Linked DNA regions of Sus scrofa: regions 2 and 3 are each linked to region 1. The links are chromatin contacts, called in public HiChIP or PLAC-seq maps. All regions are on one chromosome and are shown on one strand. The core of a region is the stretch at or near the end of the contact, and the rest is flanking DNA. Distances in the headings are between cores, read along the strand shown. Region 1 has its middle 43 kb from the start of PDLIM5. Region 2 overlaps PDLIM5 (PDZ and LIM domain protein 5). Region 3 overlaps PDLIM5 (PDZ and LIM domain protein 5).

Region 1 (3,142 bases), core at 465-2,964:
CTGAGGGTTTAGATTATTTAATTAATTACCACTAAGTTAGAGGTGACTAATGTGACAGCTCTTCCAAATGAATTAGGGATTTTTATTTTTTTAAGTTTTTATTATATTTTATTTTATTTTGCTATTTTTAGGGCCTCACCTGCAGCATACAGAGGTTCCCAGGCTAGGGGTCAAATCAGAGCTGCAGCTGCCAGCCTATGCCAGATCCACAGCAACTCGGGATCCGAGCCTTGTCTGTGACCTACACCACAGCTCACGGCAGCAACGGATCCTTAACCCACTGAGCAAGGTCATCGATCAAACCTGTGTCCTCATGGATGCTAGTCAGATTTGTTAACCACTGAGCCAGGATGGGAACTCCAGAGATTTTAAATTTTTAATGAATGTAGTCATGGGGAAGGATACTATGTAGCATCTCTGGAATATTTCTCCTTGCCAAAAATAGCCATAACTTCTATAAAGTCATTAATATTTTTGAAAATCCCAACACTTTTTCTAGCAAGTGATCAGTGACAACTGATTGGCACAGGCAAGGAAACTTATTTGCTATTTCTGACCTATATAATGGGAGTATTTTCCCGGTTAGACATAGAGAATTATATAATCTCTCAAAAGCATCCCCTCTCGTATAGCTCATTTTATAAAAGCATATCTCTTGTTTTGCTCTCTGCTTCTTGTTACTGATAAACTATTCTGAAGCTTAAAGAAAAGGAACATAGCAGCAGCTTTGGCTTGTATTAAAGAAAAAGTAGATCCTTCTTCAGGGTCATTGGGATTTAAAAATTATTTCTAGAAGTAACCAAACTCACCTGCAATGGTGTGAAATTATGCAAAGTTTTAGCCATATATAGTATATTCTTAGTGATTACACGAGTACCTTTTTTTTTTTTTTTTTGTAAAAATGGCATCAATTTAGGAGAAAAAATTCACAAACAAGGGTTTACAAATGAGGCTACTTAGAAGCAGCCACAAGTATCTGACAGGTCATGAAAGTAAACTGTCTCATACAGGCTTTGCTGTTAAAAATACTTCAGTGATGTATTTTTATAGGCAGGCGAGGGAAAATGTCCATAAATAGCTCTAGGAAGTTTAGCCAAGAACTTAAGTTGCCAGTAAAAATATTAAATTGACCATCATTAGAAATATTTCAAATGTAATCAATGCTCAAAAGGCAAACATAATAAGAAACTAAATTATTGGCAATAGTTACGTTTGTAGCTTTATATTTTCCCTTACAGTCTTCTAGTTTTTCCATTGTTTTTTCCCCATTTTCACATCCTGTGCTTCTCTTTATCCCGAATTCTATTTTCATTCATCACCAATTTAACGGTTTTCTTTCTTTTCCATTCCAAAATGTGGATGTCTTCTTTCGAGCTTCTCCCAGAAAATTTCCCATCTGCATTTCAAATCTCCAGGGACAGTCAATTTGTTTTTAAGGGAAAAAAACCACCCACGTGGGTGTGGTGGGTTGGGAGGAAGAATGTCACCTTTCTGACCCTGGCAATCCATATCAATAAGATGACCTTCATCCTGACCCCCTTGACTCTGGACGGTCAGCACTCGACCATGAACTCTGAGTGGGCAATGATGATGTCTCATCCTCACTCAGGTTGGTGGAGTTTCACAACTTTTTCCCTTGAGAACAGCCAGTGCTGAGCTGGCACGATGCAAGCAAGCCCAGATCTTTCGAGATCACGCTACTCAAGCCCATATAAGGAATAGAGTCCTGGGCCCCCGGCAGCCCCTCCTCATCCAGTAGCGACCAGGAGAGGGAGGAGGAGGCTTTCGGAACCTCCCTCTGCTAGGCTTCTCCCAGGTCAGTTGGAGCAAAAGCTAAAAAGAAACCTTTCAGCCATTCCTGACAGCTTTTCAGAAAGACAGTCTGATTCATAGTGACTTGTAACTTACCAAAAGTGATGTAGCTGAAAAGCCAATTAATCAGACAGCTATTTAACTGGCCATAAATTTAAACATTAGAAAGCGTCTTACATCAAAGTCTTAGGTGTTTCGGCCCCCTCCTGGGATGAATTTAGACGAGTCCCTTTCACCTTTCATCGAACAGGTTGGGGATTGAAACAAAGAACAGGGAGAAGAACAAGGCCAGAGCTCAGAATCATCTTCCTGCTCTTTTTGATTTTTAAAAGCTACCTCATTTGGATTTTCTTTAGACACAGTATTTTCCTGCGTCGAAAAGTATACATTCTTGTTCTCACTAACGTAATTTTTAATGTAGAAAATTTGCAAGCTCTCGCTTCCGTGCCAATAGTCTGTGCCTCCACCTTCACAGTTCGTCACTAGTTACTACTAGCTAGCAATTTTTATGTGTTCTTTATTTTTATTTTTTTAATTAAAAAAATTTTTTTTAATTTTGATGAAACCTAGTTTTTCTTTTATGGATCAAGCTGGCAATTTTTAGAGCGTACGTTAAACTGAATGTAAAAACATCCTTCTCAACATTCCTCCAACAAATGACCCATGTCGTGTCTTCTGATAACTCTGCCACTGAAAGCTACATCAGAGGTTAAGTGTTGAACAAAAGGCCCCTTTTCCTGTTTTCCTCACGGTTCTTGTAGTTTCACATTCTATCTGGGAATTTCAACTAAATAAGAAAGTTTGCAGTGATTTTCAAAACATGTGCCTTGAAACCTCGCAGCCTCATAAACATCTCTAGGGTTACGGGGAGGTATGCATGATCACAGCTGGATTTAATTTATTTTCCACTTTTTTTTTTTTCTTTCTGTAGCCTAACTTAACAAGATTGAGGTTCAGGGACATGGAAAATTAGCCTTAGGGTTTGGAAACTCTGCTCAGGGACATATACTCAGTTGAAGACTATTTCACGACTCACTGGCAGTGATTCGCTATCTTCGGGTGAGCTATGCTAGTCTTCAGAAGAGACGAAGGACCAGTGACTGGTTTGCTTTTGGCAAAGCCTTTTCACTTTATACAGATGACAAAAGCGAAGTCAGTGAGGCTCCTCAATATTGCTTCTGTGCTTTATGTCTGTCTTGGGCAAGTATAACAAAGGTTAATTTTAATTAATCCTTCGGAATTTTAATTCCCCCAAACACTATCCATAGACACTTCATGCACTACCAGTTGACTAGAAAATGGGACTGTCGGGTGTGAACACTGCTTTTTT
Region 2 (3,142 bases), core at 276-2,775, 160 kb after region 1:
TTCTTCTATAAATGAAGAGCTTGATAGGAGAAGGTCTGAGTATGAAAGGTAGAATCTCTCTGTCTCTTTCGGGTGCTAAGATTTTCCTGAAAAGAAGAAAAAAAAATAAGTAGGCAAACATCAGGGTGTGAGTTGTGTCTGATTATACTGCTTTTTATTCTACCCTTCAGCATCTGACCCTTATCATGTATTGCTGGAAGTCTATGAAAATCCAGTTGTGCATATGGTTTGTTATTGATACCTACTCTCTTAGTATGAATTTTTTTTTTTTTTTTTTTGTCTTTTGTTGTTGTTGCTATTTCTTGGGCCACTCCCGCGGCATATGGAGGTTCCCAGGCTAGGGGTCCAATCGGAGCTGTAGCCACCGGCCTATGCCAGAGCCACAGCAATGCGGGATCCGAGCCGCGTCTGCAACCTACACCACAGCTCACGCAACGCCAGATCGTTAACCCACCGAGCAAGGGCAGGGACCGAACCCGCAACCTCATGGTTCCTAGTCGGATTCGTTAACCACTGCGCCACGACGGGAACTCCTCTTAGTATGAATTTTGACCACATTTATTGTTCAAGGGCTTTTTGATAACATCATGGAAGAGCCACAAAAATGTAGATATATACAAATGGAACACCTAATTTTTCAAAGGCAGATTATCTGCTTTGCAAATCCTGTTAGTTTCTTATTAGTAATAAAGTGCTATATTGATCATATTTTTTTTTTTCACTCTACCTGGTTGGAGCTGGAAGAGAAGACATATTAAACAGAAGTAATTATCCGACTTCACATTGCGGCTCAGCGGAAATGAATCTGACTAGTATCCATGAGGACACAGGTTCAATCCCTGGCCTCACTCAGTGGGTTAAGGATCTGGTGTTGCCATGAGCTGCGATGTAGGTCACAGATCTGGCATTGCTGTGGCTGTGGCATAGGCTACAGCTCTGATTAGACCCCTAGCCTGGAAACCTCCATATGCCACCACAGGTGCGGCCCTAGAAAAGACCAAAAAATAGAAAGAAGGAAAGAAAGAAAGAAGGAAGGAAGGAAGGAAGGAAGGAAAGGAAGAAAGAAAGAAGGAAGGAAGGAAGGAAGGAAGGAAGGAAGGAAGGAAAGGAAAGGAAAGAAAGAAAGAAAGAAAAAAAGAAAGAAAGAAAGAAAGAAAGAAAGAGAAAGAAAGAGGAAATTAACATCATGCCCTAAAGAAGATATATAGTAGGCTTTGAAATAATGCATCTCTGTAATAGAGCACATGTTTATATCAATCCCAAAAGTGTTATAATCCATGTCTTTTCTTTTGGCAGAAAAGAATGGGAAAGAAGGAAGTTATGCTTTTCAGCTTCTCTTACAGAAAGCATGGTGCATCCATTTTAGTTCTTCTAGAAGTAAAAAAAAAAAAAAAAAGAAAATACATCACTAATAGTTTCATTTATAGTATGTAGGAGCAGAGGCGAGAGAGATTTTTAGTAGCCTTTACCATATATTAGCAAAGGAACTGAGGTGCCGAGTAGCACAGTTAAAAATAGAGCTTAAAATGTCACCCTTAATCCAATAATATTAAACCTGTCCCTTTACCAAGCTTCAGTGTCAGCGCCCTCTGGTGTGAATTTTGTTTGAATGGGTGGTTTGGAAGTTTTGATGGATCATTCGGTCTCAGAGTGTGAAAGATGAGGTAGAGGAGTTAAGAGGGATTGAAAGCTAGTGTCCTGCAACCACAGGAGGAATAATGAGAAGCCCCACTCTCATTTCTTTTGCCTGTCAGTGTCTGAACAAATTGTAATTTCCATTATGCAGAGTGATGATGAGGTTTAGATTCCAAAAGAGCTGTGGTCCTGGAATGTTTGTTATAGTCAAAACCATGCAATAGACTAGGGGTTGGCAAACTCTGACCTACAGGCCAAAAATCTATTCCCCACCTGGTTTTTATTAAAAAAAAAAAAAAAAAAAAAAAAAAAAGGTTTATTGGAACACAGTCATGCTCACTACATTTTGACTCCATCATCTTTCTTGCTATCATGGCAGAGCAGAGTAGTGAGCCTAGATCTTGTGACCCGGAAGTCTAAAATACTGGCTTTCTGACCCTTTACAGTAGAGACTGCCAGTTTTTTGTTTGTTTGTTGTGTTTTTTTTGTCTGTGGCGTGCAGCAGCTTGATAGAGGGTCTCAGTTCCCAGACCAGGGATTGAACCCAGGCCACAGTGTTGAAAGTACCAGGTCCTAACCACTAGAGCACCAGGGAACTCCCAAGTCTGCCATTTCTTAACAATGGGTCTCCTTGTATGAAATTTTTGATTGAAACAGTATATTCACTCTGAAAGAATTTTACTTACGAGAAGAAGGAATTATCCTGAACTTTGAAATTCCCTTTATATAACCTCGAATACATCTAAAATGCTATATAATCTCTATAACATTCTTTTTGATAGAAATTATTTTATAAATACTAATTTGAAAAGTGCACCTTTTTTTCCTTAAATGATTTTGAGGTTATTTTGAGTGTGGACATGAGACACAATGGACAGAGGAAACTTTCTTCCCTGATAAAAATGTTCTTGTAGAAATAAATGTACGTAAAAAAAAAAATAAATTTCTTTCATCTAAAATCAAGTAGAATAATGGGAAATTTTGCACTTATCACTATATAAAACTATCTTATTTATTGGCTTATTATCTGCCTCCTCCATTAAAATTAGTAGTATTCGGTGTGCATTTCTGAAGATCTTAATGGCATTGAATTGGGGAACACCAACCATAGAAAATAAAATAGCATGTCATGAGATGAAGAAACATTTGTTAATTTGCTGGCTCCTGCTGGATGAGATGGAGAGAGGATAATGTGAAAATTAAACTTCTTAGTGGTCCAAGTTAATTAACATTTCCAGACTTTATTTCAGAAATTTAAGCAATGCTTTGTGTATAAGGCCTTTAATTCAATGTTGAGCTCCTAGTAAGACCCCAGTAAATGGTAGCTGTAAAGCTGGTGCTGATTTTCTCATTGCTTGTATAATGGGAAATACGTTACTATATTAAGTTTAGCCTATTGCTCCCTCCCTCCCTCTTTTTTTTCCCCTCCTTAAAATTAGTGTAATCCTGCAGGTGAGGGAAGCTTAGTAGAAGTCCTTTCTTTGCTCACTCCCTCATTCCCTCCCTT
Region 3 (3,142 bases), core at 243-2,742, 130 kb after region 1:
ATGCTGGATAAAGAGTTCTATAGAGAATGGGGAAATTGAGGAGAAGATTGAGGCTGCTGGGCCACGATGTATGAGAGAGAAAGCCCCCTCTTTGCCTCCCTCCCTTTCTTCTGAAAGTGTGTTCAGTGCCTATTAAATATATGGCCAGTGACTATGCCGGGATCAGGGAATAAGTAGAGAAATGAACGCATCTCTTAGTTCAAGAAGCCCGTAATGGGAAGAAGTAGATCTTTTGATAACACAGGTGGGGTGGTCAGAAGGTGGGTGTGTACCAGTAGCATCTGGACCATAGAGGAAGGAGTCAGAAGGAGGCAAAGAAGATGTTCCATAAGATAATGCATGAGTCAAAGCTTAAATAAAGACTAGGGGCTTGGAGTTCCCACTGTGGCTCAGCAGTTAACGAACCCGACTAGTATCCAAGAGGATGTGGGTTCGATCCCTGGCCCCTCTCTGCGGGTTAAGGATCCAGTGTTGCCTTGAGCTGTGGTGTAGGTCGCAGATGCGGCTCGGATCCTGCATCGATGTGGCTGTGATGTAGGCTGGCAGCTACAGCTCTGATTTGAACCCTAGCCTGGGAACCTCCATCATATGCTGCAGCTGTGGCCCTAAAAAGACCAAAAAAAAGAGTAGGGGCTTGCCAGGGGGGCAACAGGAGCAAGAAAGAGGGCATTCTGGGCAGAGAGGCCAGCACACTGTGCTCTGAGAACTTGTCAGTACTTCACTCTGGCTGAAAGGTAGTCTTTGGGAGAACAGGAAGAGCAGGAGATGCTGAGAGGGCTGAGAGGGTTCAGATTATCGTAAAAGAGTCCCAGCTGCCATCAGTGACCCTCTGAATTTTGGTTGTTAGTAAATTGGCAACTGCAGAAGAATTATTTGGCAATACAATAATACCAGGTTTAAAAAATCGTTGTTAATATTTATTGAGCAGGCACTGTATGTCAGGCATCCTTTTATTTTTTTTTTAGGTTTACATGATTTTTATTTTTCCCTTATAGTTTGTTTACAGTGTTCTGTCAATTTCTGCTGTACAGCAAAGTGACCCAGTCACACATACATATACATTCTTTTAAATGCTTTGCATGCAACTCGTTTAAGCCTTTCAAGAACCCCCTAAGGTTGTCTAGCACGAGGAGCTGTACCCCATATTCTGTGATCATCTCTGTTGGAAAAGACTCTGAAACAGAATAGATGTGTGTACATGTATAACTGAATCATTTTGTTGCACAGCAGAAATATCACAACATGGTGTATCAATTATACTTCAATAAAACTTAAAAAAAAAAAAACAACGCTGTGAGGCACGGATGCTGTGCTTCTGTCAAAGATCAGGACGTGGAGGGGGACTCTGCTCACGGTCAGCTGTGGGATTAGAGCCCAGGGTTCAGCTGCGTGGGCTGCGTGGACGGGAGGAGACCGGTCAGAGCCTGGCAGGTGGAGGCGGGAGCCCGTCCAGGCCCAGGCCAGACAGAGGCGGGGCAGAGCAGTGAGAGCACGGAAAGCTCCAGAACGGGTTGAGTCACTTTCTCGTGAGCAGCTGTGCCGATTCAGGTCCTGCTGCCTTTTCCTCTTGCTGCTGCCTCCCACTTAGAACTCTGGTCTGTTCCTTCTGTTTAGGTTTTCTCATCCCTCCTACTAGTAATACTTGTTTACTCAATTCCTTTAACAAATATTTGTCAGGTTCTTAGTTGATGAGAGGCTGCCTTAATTACTGTGCAGTTACAGGGGAAAAAAAAAAAAAAGGCACAGCTCCTTTTCAAGGGGTGTAGGTGTATGACAGGTCAGATCCATGCAGAACCTGTAATTCAGGTCAGTGTGAGAGAGGCCAACCGTATGATACAAACTTCTGGAAAAGCCATGTTCCTTTAACTGTGGACTTCATCCCTTTGCATTTCTCAAGCAATTTGAGAGAAATTTCTCTGGGCTGGTGAGGTCTGCAGCTCCCTAGTTTCCTTAGAGATCAGAACTGGGCCCCTCAGAGAGATATTGCCTTTTAATGATTATAATGAAATGTAAAATTATTTTACATAAGTGTACGTTTATGTCTGTAAAATCGACACCCCCCCCCCCTTTCACACACACCCTTTTCAAATTTCCCAACATTTTGGCCTTAAGGGAAAAAAAAATCTCATTCCTGTAAAACCTCATCCACGTCTGTTACTGGACTATAAGTTCCTAAGGGCAGAGGCCTTGCCTCCCTTGTCCACCGTAGTATGTCCTGACCTTTTCTGTGTAGACTCGCCCCATGCTGTGGGCTAAAATATTTGTGGAATTGAATACTGCATCTGAGGGCGAACGTTTCCCAAGAATACGTTTGTCAAAAATGAGGAAATGAGAGCTCAGAGATGTACAGAAATGAGTGAGGCTAATGAGCAGCCGTTGGTGGTGTTACATAGAATTACACTAAGTTGTAGCCACCAATGGGCAAGAACAGGCTTTTTTGCAGGGAGGGCAGCAGACGCCCATGTCATATCCCTTTCTAGAAAGCTGTAGCTCTCATGTCTCCATTTTTAGATCTTGATTAGGTACCCAGACCCTTCCTTTGCCCCCCACCAGTTGCGGAGTGAAGTAATTCATTCTCCTCTCTGCTGCTCTGCCCATTGGGAGAAGAGAATTGCCATCCACATCGCCCCTGCCTCCCCCTCCCCTCCCCCCACCCCACCAGGAGAGGGGCTAATGGGGGCTGCACCTGCTCTCTGTCCAGATCAGCGCCTGCCCTGAGAGTTGGAGTCTGTGCTTGATTGGCCCTAACTTGATACTCACTGGGTCACATTTACCGGTGAATGGACAAAACTTGTGCCGTAACAGGGTCCTCCTCTCCAAGTTCCCATTATTCACCTTCTGTCTCAGGGGTGACAGGGGCCCTGGGCAGAGGAGAGACCAACTTTTCTCTATTATTTTGATAAGTGAATGGAGTTAAGGAGGTGAAATTTAAAACGAGAGTCTCCTCTTTGCTCCAGCACAAATCAGAAGTGCTACTGTTTGGGCCTTAATGGGGACTTGCATTTATGAAGGGTTTACATTTATTTCTCATTTATTTCCCAGTCATTAGTAGCCTGTGGAGAAGGTTTCAGTGATACTCTTACCTCTTAGATGAGAGGAGGTTTGGGGGCCTACCAGGTCAGTACATCTCATGGTCTGCTTA

What was found. HiChIP or PLAC-seq counts read pairs in DNA pulled down with a chosen protein or histone mark.
Region 2: a contact with region 1 is called in an H3K27ac HiChIP or PLAC-seq map of skeletal muscle. The contact joins two enhancer-like sites. A contact is called at or near these places in 6 of 47 Hi-C or Micro-C datasets (alveolar macrophages, embryonic fibroblasts, heart right ventricle and 2 more) and 2 of 2 datasets of contacts at active chromatin or transcription factors (alveolar macrophages and skeletal muscle).
Region 3: a contact with region 1 is called in an H3K27ac HiChIP or PLAC-seq map of skeletal muscle. The contact joins two enhancer-like sites. A contact is called at or near these places in 1 of 47 Hi-C or Micro-C datasets (embryonic fibroblasts) and 2 of 2 datasets of contacts at active chromatin or transcription factors (alveolar macrophages and skeletal muscle).

The regions. Positions count from the first base shown.
Region 1 is chr8:125,301,768-125,304,909 of Sscrofa11.1, reverse strand. No RefSeq gene overlaps it. Among named protein-coding and RNA genes, the nearest start is that of PDLIM5, 43 kb to the right of the region's middle. Within about 2 kb of position 1,714, at least 17 of the 83 cell types and tissues checked have an H3K27ac peak or open chromatin away from gene starts, as enhancers often do. A contact at or near this core is called in skeletal muscle, where this site is marked.
Region 2 is chr8:125,141,159-125,144,300 of Sscrofa11.1, reverse strand. All of the region lies in intron 3 of PDLIM5 (PDZ and LIM domain protein 5), which reads left to right. Among named protein-coding and RNA genes, the nearest start is that of PDLIM5, 120 kb to the left of the region's middle. Within about 2 kb of position 1,525, at least 1 of the 83 cell types and tissues checked has an H3K27ac peak or open chromatin away from gene starts, as enhancers often do. A contact at or near this core is called in skeletal muscle, where this site is marked.
Region 3 is chr8:125,170,456-125,173,597 of Sscrofa11.1, reverse strand. All of the region lies in intron 3 of PDLIM5 (PDZ and LIM domain protein 5), which reads left to right. Among named protein-coding and RNA genes, the nearest start is that of PDLIM5, 88 kb to the left of the region's middle. Within about 2 kb of position 1,492, at least 42 of the 83 cell types and tissues checked have an H3K27ac peak or open chromatin away from gene starts, as enhancers often do. A contact at or near this core is called in skeletal muscle, where this site is marked.